Regions from separate parts of the Mus musculus genome. Here region 2 is linked to region 1. Evidence: chromatin contacts called from public promoter capture Hi-C data. All regions are on one chromosome and are shown on one strand. Each heading gives the region's core, a stretch centred on a gene start, on an enhancer-like site or on the middle of the called end of the contact. The rest is flanking DNA. Distances are from core to core; before and after follow the strand shown.

Evidence for each region. Promoter capture Hi-C pulls out the DNA fragments that hold promoters and counts their contacts.
Region 2: a promoter capture Hi-C map of liver shows a contact between it and region 1. The contact joins the enhancer-like site here to the promoter of 4930583K01Rik in region 1. A contact is called at or near these places in 3 of 39 promoter capture datasets (the C10 cell line, hippocampal neurons and liver), 1 of 484 Hi-C or Micro-C datasets (embryonic stem cells), 2 of 115 datasets of contacts at active chromatin or transcription factors (embryonic stem cells and microglia) and 3 of 9 other capture datasets (adipose tissue, liver and pancreatic islet).

What each region holds. Positions count from the first base shown.
Region 1 is chr7:118,240,680-118,246,617 of GRCm38.p6, reverse strand. 4930583K01Rik (RIKEN cDNA 4930583K01 gene) reads right to left here and starts at 2,711. Exons shown (of 2, transcript NR_027879.1): 1 at 2,653-2,711; 2 at 1,067-1,890. It overlaps Smg1 (SMG1 homolog, phosphatidylinositol 3-kinase-related kinase (C. elegans)), which reads left to right and starts at 2,981. Exons shown (of 63, transcript NM_001031814.1): 1 at 2,981-3,413. The coding sequence starts at 3,328.
Region 2 is chr7:118,569,462-118,575,399 of GRCm38.p6, reverse strand. All of the region lies in intron 1 of Tmc7 (transmembrane channel-like gene family 7), which reads left to right. Among named protein-coding and RNA genes, the nearest start is that of Tmc7, 12 kb to the left of the region's middle. Within about 2 kb of position 3,144, at least 19 of the 459 cell types and tissues checked have an H3K27ac peak or open chromatin away from gene starts, as enhancers often do. A contact at or near this core is called in liver, where this site is marked.

The sequences.
Region 1 (5,938 bases), core at 1,462-3,961:
GAATGGCATCAGGCAAAAGGCACCTGCAGCCAGACTGAGAGCTGCTCTAGCAGGGAGCGAGAGGGGACCTGAACAAATTGGAGGACTTCAGTCAGTTCTCATGATAGGTCCTGCCCTTAGTGCTTTCTCCCTAAGCTTCTTGAGGGCTGGGTGCTGATGGCTGTCCTAGTGTCAATTTCTTGGTTAGTAGGTACTCCATCAATTTTGCTGAATTTCGACTAAAAGACCAAACCATGATTAGATGACATATTAGAATGTACTAAGGACTGGGGCTGGAGAGATGGCTCAACAGTTCAGAATATGTACCCCATCTATATATTCTTATTATGTAGTCTGGCTGTCCTGGAACTCTCTGTATAGACTCACACTCACAGAGATTTCCCTGCCTCTGTCTCCGATTCCCCAGCTTAAAGGTGTACTTTACAATACAGGGCTCAAGAACATACACTGCTCTTACAGAGGACCTGAGTTTGGTTCCCAGCACCCACTGGCTGGCTCCAAACTGCCTATAACTCCGGTTCCAGGAGATCCAACGTTCTCTTTGGACTAATAGTACCCTATTAGTATTTGCTACTCCCCACTCCTATAATTAAGAATAAAATACTTAAAAAATACTAGATTATGTGTTTATCATTGCTTCTATAATTAAACATATAAGTAACAAAACAAGAATACCTTCTAAAAATCCAGGCATGGGGCTGGAGAAATGGCTCAGCGGTGTTCTTACACCGGTTTCTCTTCCAGAGGTCCTGAGTTCAATTCCCAGAAACCACACGGTAGCTTAAAACCATCTGTAATGGGATCTGATTGATTCCCTCTTCTGGTATGTCTAATGACAGCCACAGTGTACTCATATAAATAAAATAAATAAATCTTTAAAAAAAAGGCAAAACCAGGCATAATGGCACATGCCTGTAAATCCAGCACCCAAGAGGCAGATGCAGGAGAGTTATGAGTTGGAGCCCAGCTGTGCTTTTTAACTTATGCACCTGGTGGGTCCCTTCCTTGTATCCTTTTTTCAGTGAGAAGTAAATTGGCATTTATGAAGATGCCCAGAGCAATTTCAGTATGGAAGCAATCTTATTGAAGTAACGATCATTATTTTACAGCACTGGCGATTGAACAGGAGGCCTCAAACATGGTAGGTGACCAAACTGCTGCAACACTGAACTACTTTCCAGCTCCATTATTGATTTTTTTTTTTTTACAGTAGGTTGGTGACCAGGCCTGGGTCTGGCCAATTCCTTGTGGGAATTTCTGTCTTGAGTCAAAGATCGTATTTTTCAGAAGACTTTCCCCCCACTTCTTCTGCAATGGTGGGCAATGTGGGTGGCAGAAAGAGAAAAAAAATCATTTGATTGTCTTTTGGAATAGCAGGATCCTCCTTCATTGACGGATTTGTGGGCATACTCAGGATCAGATGGTGGAAAAATGTAAGGGATATACTCATAGGGAGATATCGCCTGATAATTAAGTACTTTAGTGATAGTTTTATTTCTTGGGGGTTGGGTAGGCAGTGTCCCATGTAGGCCAGGTTTGCGGAAGGTGAGCCTGAACAACTTCCGGTTTCCATTTCTTGAATGCTAGGGTTACAGACACATCGTCATGCTGCATTTATGGGGTGCTGGGGATGGAACCCAGTGATTCGTGCTTGCTCCTGCTTTGAGCATTCTACTTTCTGAGCCATGTCCTTGGTAACAATTTTGAATTACTTAAGTGATGTATACATACTTCTCTTGTGAGGCAAAACGATGGATGGCCTAAAAACTTTATGTGGAAAAGGTTTAAATACTTGCTTGATGTGTATCTCGGCTATTTTTAAAGTTGAGCCTGCAGCTAGGGAGATAGCTCAGTCATTAAAGTGCTTGCCCCGCACACACGAGAAACCACCTGAAAAAAAGCCAGAAATGGTGTCACCGTTTGTAAAGCCAGCGTTGAGGAAACAGAAGATTCGTGGGGCTCTCTGGCCAGCTAGTGAGAGAGAGACCTTGCCTCAAAATACATGGTAGCTGGAGGCTTATGAGCAACACTTGAGGTTGTTCTCTGTACTTCACATGTAAACACGCACACAAAGGAGTATATTGCGTTCACATAATGTGCCCAGTGCTTTATCGAATTCTTTCAGGAGAGTGTGGGTAACAGGCCTCTTACTACTAGAAGGAACCAGATTACAGAGCACAGTTCATGGGGCAGGAAGCAGGCGTTGTTTTTCACTTTTGGAAAATATGTACCAGGACTGCATGACATTTCAGGTAGGGGTTGAAAAGGTGTCGCTTTCACTTCCCCTTCCTCGATTTTACTATTCTGACTTTTTCCCTTAAGACGGTGGCAGGCAGGTGGACGCACGTGAGCGCCAAGGGCACATCTGTGTGCGCGCATTAGCGCTCAAGGGCACGCTCCCCCTCCTGTCCTCCATTGGACGCCTGTTCACACCTGACTGCCGGTCCTCCGAGTGTATGGGAGGGCGTGTGTGGACCCGGGGTGGAGATCCCCTCTCCCATGATGCCCCGCGACGAGTCCACATTGCTCTCTACCACCCGCAGACAGAGCTGCTGCTCAGGAGGCCCAGGGAGGTCCGCTCGGGTCCCTGCTCTCCAGTAGTTCTCGCCTTCTCCTCAAAGCCCCACCCCTTTTAGCTACGCGAACGCGGACCTCGCCTTGAAGTCTAGGCTCTCAGAACTCCAGTGCCTCTCGAGCAGGTCCCGCCTTTTGACTTTCGCCCCTCCCCTCTCCAGGTTCAGCAGCCACAGACCACGCCCCAACTAGTCCCGCCCTTCTTCTCCAGGCTTGGGGCGCGCCGGCACCGCCCCTCCTAGGTGACCCTACCCCTGTCATAAGCCCCGCCTCTAGTCCATATTCTGTGACCAATAGCCCCGCCTTTCACCCCGAGCCCCGCCCCTCTCCAGGCTCCTAGGGCGCCGGCACCGCCCCTCGCTCCCAGCATGCCGTGCGGCAGCGGCGGCGCGGCGGGCGGAGCCGGGAGGCGGGGAAGCCGTGGCCGTGTGAGCGTGAGGAGCCGCCGCCACCGCCTCCTCGCTGTCCTCGTCCTCCTGGGCCCCAGCGTCGCGGGCCGCGCGCTGCCCTGGAAGAGACGTCGCCTCGCCTGCCTCCGCCTCCCCCTCGCCGCGCCGCTCCCGCCTCCTGCTCCTGCGTTGCGGGCTCCAGCGGAACCCGGAACGGCCGTCCGCCTCCCCCGCCCTCCGCCGCCCCCTCCGCGGCTTCCTCCTCAGCCCCGGGCCAGATCGCAGTGTCGGCGGCGGCCGGTTCAGGCGGCGACTCGCGCTTCTTCGGGCGGCGGCGCTTGGCCATGTCGTGTCGGGGAAGGTAATGAGCCGCAGAGCCCCGGGGTCTCGGCTGAGCAGCGGCGGCGGCGGCACCAAGTACCCGCGGAGCTGGAATGACTGGCAACCCAGGTGGGTGACCGCGTCGAGCCTCGCCTGGAGCTGGCCGAGGCCTAGGCCCGCGGGACTGGGAGGCGCGGCCTAGGCCCGCGGTCCCTGGAGCCGGGCGCGGCTTCCTGGGTGTCCTCCGGGCCTGGTCCGGCAGGAAAGCTGCGGGCAGCGGAGGCCTCTGTGCCCGGCTGGCCGCCTCAGCCGGATGGCTGGAGCAGTGGCTCTGAGCTTGGGTGGAGGAGGACGTTCCACTGCCGTCTAACTCCAAGTTGAGATTTGAGGTCCAGGAACCCTCCCTGTTACCTATTAACTTCCTCGGCTCCGCGTCCAGTCCTCATGCCAAAGACCACCTTAACTCTGCGTCCTTCTGGACTCCCACGTGTTAATTAATGTATTTTAAAAGCTGAGAACTCTACCGAGGTCTTCCTCTGACTTTAGACAGGATGTTAGTCGACCAAAAGATGAGATTATGGGACTGTGAATGAAATCGACACAATCAGGCACTGGGGCATTTTAAGTTTTCCCCAACTGCAGAAATAGTTTTTCTGGAAACAGTAATTTCCCAGGGCGCTTTGGAGTGAATTTGTATTCTCAGGAGTAGAGAAATTTCGTTTTGCATGAAGGAATTGGAGTCTGGTTGGATTTAAAATATTAAGAGAAAAATACGAAAGAAAAACTATTTCTAGTCAGTTCTTTCTGATTATGGACTGGTTATACTTAATGTAGGTTCCCATTCTTTGCTGAGTAAAGGCTTCAAGTATTCAGAGACTACTTGAGCTTTAACAGTGCCTAGGACTTCCTAAATGTATAAAACCTGTCTTTCAGTAGAAGTTGATGTATTCTTTGAAGTACACTCCGTTGTTCAGAATGGCCACGTGAATGGAAAGCGTACACTTTTTGGTGTTGGTCTTGCTTTCTAGTAGATCCTCCTAATTTCAGAACAGCTTGGAAGTGGAGTATTTTAGAAGTTAGTGTGTTACATTTTAAGAGTTGGTAGAGAAATTAAAATGCTCTTTGGCTAATAGGGGTACACTTATTTTGTTTAACGTGCATTCCTAAACATTGTGTCTCTTGAGAACTGATGTTTGTGACTAAATGATTGTAAAAACGAATGCCTAAGTCTAGATTTGAGATTTGAAGCAGTTATAAGGAGTGTTTGCAAAATCATCGCTTTGACTTGCCCTGCATGAAGGTTTGTGCAGTGCGTTAAATAAAACAAGTTGACATTCTTTTCATTGACATGCTTTGATTTCACTGTTATTGAAATGTGTGAGGTTTGATTTTAAGCAGCTGACACATTAGGTGATAAATGAACTTGAATTTGACTTTTGATAGAGCTCTTATTTAAAAATGGATTCTACAGCTGGCTATGGTGGTGCACACTTTTAATCCCAGCACTTGGGAGGCAGAGGCAGGTGGCTTCCTGAGAGTTTGAGTCCAGCCTGGTCTGAGTTCCAAGACAGCCAAGATAAACCCTTGTCTCCTGTCTCGGAAAACAATGGATTCTACTATATTTTAGCATATTATGACCTGTATACACACACACACACACACACACACACACACACGCACACACAAAAACACACACAGAGCAGAATGGCTTATATAGTTAAGGAATATGTGCATAGGTTGTTAGTTAATGTCACCTATGTTTCAAATATTTTTGTTTCTTGGCATAGTGAGGGTGTATGGGGAAAGGATGAAAACTTTCTATGAGCTCTGATTGAATTCTTGGATAGAGAGTACGACTATGATGAGGTGCACACGTGGGTTTATGGAGTACAAGGCAGGAGTACTTGCTTTCTAGAGGAAACAGGAATATACACATACCTCATAGCAAACTTGGTTTATTTGTAACATGGTCAGGATTGATATGCTAAATAGCCAGTGGAAAAAAACTCAAGTTTGTAGGTCATAATTTTCATAGTAAAAGTTGAAGTCATTCTCTCTCAGAAAGATGAATAGCTAATGATAGAATGGAGACACCCCCCCCCCCAAACACACCTTGGCCAAGTGCTTTTTCCAAATATTTTCTCTATGTACTTACATAGAGACTATAGTTTATTCAAATATTAAAAAAAATCTTTTATTTATCTGTGTGGTCATGTCTGCCACAATGAGCCATGAGTGGGTGAGTGAATAGAGATCAGAGGACCACACATAGTCTGTTTTCTTTTTCTGCCATGTGGATTCTGTCAATTTAACTCAGGTCATCAGGCTTGGCAGCAAGTGCTGAGGAGCCATCTTGCTGACCCTTGAATCTTTTTTTTTTTTTTTTTTTTTTTTAAGATTTGTTTATTTATTATATGTAGGTACACTATCTTCAGACACTCCAGAAGAGGGCGTCAGATCTCGTTACGGATGGTTATGAGCCACCATGTGGTTGCTGGGATTTGAACTCTGGACCTCTGGAAGAGCAGTCGGGTGCTCTTACCCACTGAGCCATCTCACCAGCCCTGACCCTTGAATCTTAAAAAAAAAAAAAAAAATTACTAGTTTTATGTGTATTTACATGTGCCCATAGTTTATGTATGTACACCATGGGT
Region 2 (5,938 bases), core at 1,895-4,394, 330 kb before region 1:
TTGAGAAGACCAGCTGTGATCCAGCCCCTGCGAGACCCAGCGGGATCCAGTGTAAAAGCTTTCCATAATCGTGACGTATGCTCCTGCACTGTGTGCGTGTTCCCAGAGGCTGCCTACGTTGTGTCCAGTAACACTGGACATCACTTACTTGTTTGTGATCCATTTGTTTGTTTGTTTGTTTACGTGGTGCGTGTGTGCGCACGCGTGTGCAGGTGCACATGCACATGGAGGCTAGAAGTCAACATTGGGTAATGTTCTCAGGTGCTATCCTATTTAAACTTTTTTTTTTTTTTTTGCAAAGCAAGCAGGCTAAAGGCTGGCTCCAGGGGTCCGCCTGCTCCCACCTTCCCAGCGCTTGGATTATAAACCCATGCTCCTATGCCCAGCTTTTCCATGAGGTTCCTGGGGATTGAACTCGGGTCCCTGTGCTTGCAAGGCAAGCAGTTTACCAACAGAGCCATGACTGCAGCCCTATTTGTATTTGAGAGAGAGCCTAACCCAGACTGGCTTTAGATTCTCAGTCCTCCTGCCTCAGCCTCTGTCTTCTGATTCTTTTGAAGCGGTCTTGGTAGAGAGAAGACAGTCCACAAAGGACTAGCCTGGCCCCTGCCAAGAAGACACCTCCCCTGCCCGTTCCAGATGGGCTCACACAGTAAACTTATCAATGAAGAAGTCCCAGCTTCCACGCGGGTCTCACCACATTAGCTGCCACCCGTTTTTGTGAATAAGCTTTTGTTAGAACACAGTTGCGGCTGTCACTTGGGGATTTTTCCTGCTATGTGGGCAGCAGGGATTTGAGACACGTGAGTTTTCCTCTGGCTCTTGTCTAAACACTTTACATATGGGAGCCGACTAGTTTCAGGACAGCTGTTCCCGTTAAGGTACAAGGTGGTCAGGACGCTTGCTTGTCCACACCGGTAGGAGGAGGAGCTGGGCTTTAGCACCAGGCAGGTGGCCAGGGAGGCAGGGCTCTGCCCTGCATGTCTTGCTCATCATTAGGCACACAGACTCATAGGAACTAGCCCATAACCAGCACATTGGACTCTCCTCTAGCTTAACAGCTAGGTAATACAGGCACTTGGCCCAGTGGTAACTTTGATTAGCAAGTTAGTCACCTGCTCCCGAGGGCAGTTTGCTCATCCGGTTGTAAGATGTGGGGTGTAGCCCAGCTGCGCTCCTGTCCTGGCTGTGACACCAGCTGATCTGACTCAGGTTGGTCCTACTAGCCTGCTATCCAGGTGTCTGGCAGGCTTCTCCACACTTCCCTTGGCTCTGGGATCCAGGAAGAAGGCTGTTCCACAATATTCCTTATAGCACCAGCCACGGGTCGCTTTGGACATGTGACTAAATGAAAACTGTCTTTCCTCGGTCACACCTCGCTTGCTTTACAATCCCAGATACTTTCCCTCCTGTCGGGTTTCTGTTGATGAGAAGAATGGAGAGCAAAATCATCTTGGGAAGGAAAGGGTTTATTTCGGCTTAGATCTCCAGGTTATAGTCCATCACTGAGGGAAGTCAGGGCGGGAACTCCAGGCAGGGACCTGAAGGCAGGAACTGAAGCAGAGGCCATGGAGGAGTGCGGCTTACTGGCTTACACCATGTGGTTTGCTCAGCCTGGTTTCTTTTTCTTTTCTTTTTTTAAGATGTATTTATTTATTATATGTAAGTTCACTGTAGCTATCATCAGACACTCCAGAAGAGGGAGTCAGATCTCGTTATAGATGGTTGTGAGCCACCATGTGGTTGCTGGGATTCGAACTCTGGACCTTCGGAAGAGCAGTCGGGTGCTCTTACCCACTGAGCCATCTCACCAGCCCCTCAGCCTGGTTTCTTACACACCCCAGGACCAGGATCACTTGCCCAGGGGTAGCCCCACTCACAATGAGCAAGGCCCTCCTCCATCATTCATCAAGCAAGAAAATGCCCTCCCCCCACACTTGCCTACAGGCCAATCTGATAGAGATTCCCTCTCTGACCTCTCAGGGTACCAAACGGTATACAGACACGCATACAAACAAAAAACTCAGAAATAAATAAATCTAAAAAGTAAAAGAGATTCTCTCTTCTCATAAATGTCTAGGTTTATGTTAAGTTGGCAAAAACCAACCAATACTAGACCTTCCTTGTGGGAAGTACACCTAGCTTGGACCATAGCCATGGTACCGTGTAGAGACAGTGGTAGCCACAGTGACCCTGCCTAACCCCAGTTCGAGAAGCATCCCTCTGGCACAAACCCTTCATGGCTCCCACTTTATCAGACAAAAGCGAGTGTCTTCCCTGATACTCAAGGCCCCTGGCCTGTTCTATCCCCCATGATTTACTGTCCTCCTGTTGACTCCCACCAATCTCTTTCTCAGGCCTGCCGAGCTCCATCTGCCTCAGGGCCTTTGCACTTGCTGTTTTCTTCTTAGACAGCCTTTCCCAGGAAGGCTGCATAACTTTCTCCCTGCTTTCCCCACCTTCCTCAAATGTTACCTTCTCAGGTACCAAATCCTACTTGGCCAAGTGTAAGGAACGATGTGATGTGATTCTTGTCCCTGGAATAGAGTCAGCAGGGCATGGGCCTCCATGGTGTGGATGGTTGTTGTGGGCGTAAGGCTTATTTGTATAATAATAGACATATTTTCATGCTCCTCCTTGGAGGAATAACCTTAAGGTTCATGACTCCATGAGAATCAGAGACAGCACAAGTCTAGGAGGTGAAGGTGTATCTAAAGTCTCAGCAAAATGGTAGGATGTTGTGACTTTAGGCTGTGGGAAAGAACTCTAAAAACATGAGTTCAAAAATATATAATTTCTCAACTATGGAAAATATAAGGAAGGGATTAAACTGAGGTCATCAGACCTGGTGCCAAGTGCTGAGCCATCTTGATAGGCCATATATCACTTGATGAGTATCTTGTGTGTGGTAGCTTTTAAAGTAGAGTCTCTGAATTCTAGAAACTTCTAGATAAAAAGCCTTTGGAATCTGTATGTATATGTATTTATCAAGCTTCCTCTCTCTGGTTAGCTTCCGGAATAACAATGATGTCAAACCGCAGGGAGTGGACAAGTGCCCAGGAACCAGTGTAAGCAGGCTCTGCAATCAGTGTCTCCCTGTTGTGAGATTGTTTGAGAACAATGAACTGTGCTCCTAACAGATCAAAGTGCATGTCCATAAACACGTCTGTGGAGAGAATCTCAAACAGGAACATCGAGTACAGTCAGTGTGTACTGCCAACTCCCCTCCCCCTGGGACATGGCTCACACTTACAATCTGAGGTCTAGGGAGGCTCTAGGAACTTCAGTTTGAAACCAGCCTGGGCTACAAGTCGAGTTCTAAGTTGGCCTGAGCTACAAACATAAACACCCTGAAAAACAACCACTAATTTTATTTTCAGTTGTAAAAATGTATCATCCATATGGAAAAGAATAATGTTTCATGATTAATTATTTGCCCCTTGTTTTTTTGCACCCTGCTTTCTAGGGTGCTAACCACATACTTTGATCAAAAACTTGGTAGATAATTGAACAGTGTCCTCAAAACCAGATTCATCCATTCCCAATTCATTCATTCATTCATTCATTCATCAGTTATTTATCAGACACTGACATGTGTCAAGTCCTGCACAGACCCAGACGATTCATGGTGGTGGAGAAAAATGGGGTCCCTGAGAGAAGAGAGAGACAATACACATTAAACAGCCTAGATTAAGGATTGGAATGACTGTCATGTGTCTCTCTCTAAGAATTCCACGATGGCTCTGCTGTCACACCTAAAAGCTGGGCTGGAGCGATGGGTCAGCGGTGAAGAGCAAGCACTGATCTTGCAGAGGGCAGGAGTTCAGTCCCCAGCATCCATATCGGGCAGCCACAGGGAACTGGATGCCCTCTTCAGGCCTCCTCAGGCACCTGCATACATTCGCAAAAACAACCCCTCCCCCCACACAAAAATAAAAAGTGACTGAAAAGGCTAAGGCCACAATGTGTGACAAGTGCTTAGTTCTGATGGAAAAGACAGAGCAGGCATTGGAGTTCAGTGAGAGAGTATGTGCTTAACATGCCCAAGGCTCTGAGTTTATCCCCAGCAACATACATACACATACTTAGATGATGTGGTGTGTGTGTGTGTGTGTGTAGTGTATCATAGCACAGTGGCACAGCACAGCACAGCATAGAAGAGAGTTCTTTGTTTCAGCCATCCATTGGCACTTTTGGAACATGTTGCCCATGGGAAGAGAGGACACTTATCCTCACAGTAACTGGCAGATTCTCCATGACTCACAAGGTCATTTTTTATCCTGAGTTCCACGAACCTGAGAGTAGGAAGCAAAGCCCTAAGTGTGCTCAGCACCAAATATGGCTGAAGCGCCTTTGGCAGGCATGCAGAGGGATGCAGGGCCTTTGGAGACACTCAGATCATGCTTGGCCAGTCTCTTGAGAGTTTATAGTTTTCACTAGGATGTCAGGACCCAAGGAAGCCCTTCTTCACATGTCCATGCTTCTGTTCTGACATTCATTCATTCATTCATTCATTCATTCATTCATCTATTCATTTGGTCTTCAAGTAGAGGGCCTTCTAGGGGCAAGACACTGCTCTAGACTCAGAGACTCGACTTTGAGCTGAGCCTGGTGGTGCAGGCCAACCATCCCAGCTACTGCGGAGGCTGAAGCAAGAGGAATTTGAGTTTGAGGCCACTCTGCGGCTGATGGCAGAGCATTTGACTGGTGTGCCTGAGGCCCTGGGGTCAGTCCCAGTTCTGAAAGAGAGGAAGGAAGCTCCCTGCTCTGACCCATGCCACCTGTCACCCTTGCCCTCCTGCCCTAGTAACAGCCTAAATGCTGCAGTCTGATCCCAAGAAATTTTAGGTATTTCTCAGCAGTCACCCCGATGTTGGAAACATGCAAAGGCTTAGTTAAACAGCCCCCATACTGACCTAAGGGGCCACACTGATGGCAGGGCTAAGTCAGAGGAGCACCTGACACTCATATTCCCCAAGGACAAGCTGCCCAAGGCTCAAAAAGGTGCAGCCAGAGGCCGTGATTGTCTTAACATGAGCCTTGGGCGAGTCGTCATCTCTCTGAGCCTCAGTTTCCCCGTTAAAGAGCCAGGGCCCCGAAGCCTATGAGAGGCCTGGTGGAGTTTTGAAACCAGCACAGCCCTGTATTAAAGCTGGAGGGAGAGTCTAGGGATGAGGACAGCACTGGAAGTGTTTGTAAAGGAGGTGGGAATGTTCTCTGGAGCGGCTGGAGAGAAAGACATGTGTACAGCTTGGTTGGAAGCGGAGGAACATTTAGCCATTTTACCTGTGTGTCATGTTAGCGTTTATAAGGCTGTTGCAAGTCCACAGCCCATTTCATGGGGGAAGTCAGGACGTGGGTAATGTGATTGGATGTTAGGTCCATCCTTAACCCAGTGTTTAGTAGCAAGTGGGCAAGACCCTTTAACTCCGTGTGTGTGTGTGTGTGTGTGTGTGTGTGTGTGTGTGTGTGTGTGTGTGTGTACACGCACACCATAGACATGTGGAGGTCAGAGACCATCCTTCAAGAGTCAGTCTCTCTTTCTGTGAGTTATGGGGCTCGAACTCAGGTCTTCAGGCTTGCACTGTAAGCTCTCTTACCTGCTGAGCCAGCCCATGATGGTGAATCTTCATTTTCTACTGTCTCCTAGCTGATTCTAAATCTAGTCAAGTTGAGTCAGTCTCTTGTTGTATAACCCCAGCTGGTCTCACCCTTGCAGCAATCCTCCTGCTTCAGCCTTCTGACTGCTGGCCTTACTTGTATACACGGCTAGGCTTCTCTTTCAGTACTTCTAACAGCCAAGCCCGAAGGGAGAGCTCACTGACGCTCACAGTGAGACAGGTGTCCATGGTTTGTGGTGACAGATGCCCTCCGTCTGAGATGAGTAGAACTGATGTCTTCCTGGGGTAGCCTGGCTGGTGGGTAACAGTGCAGATCT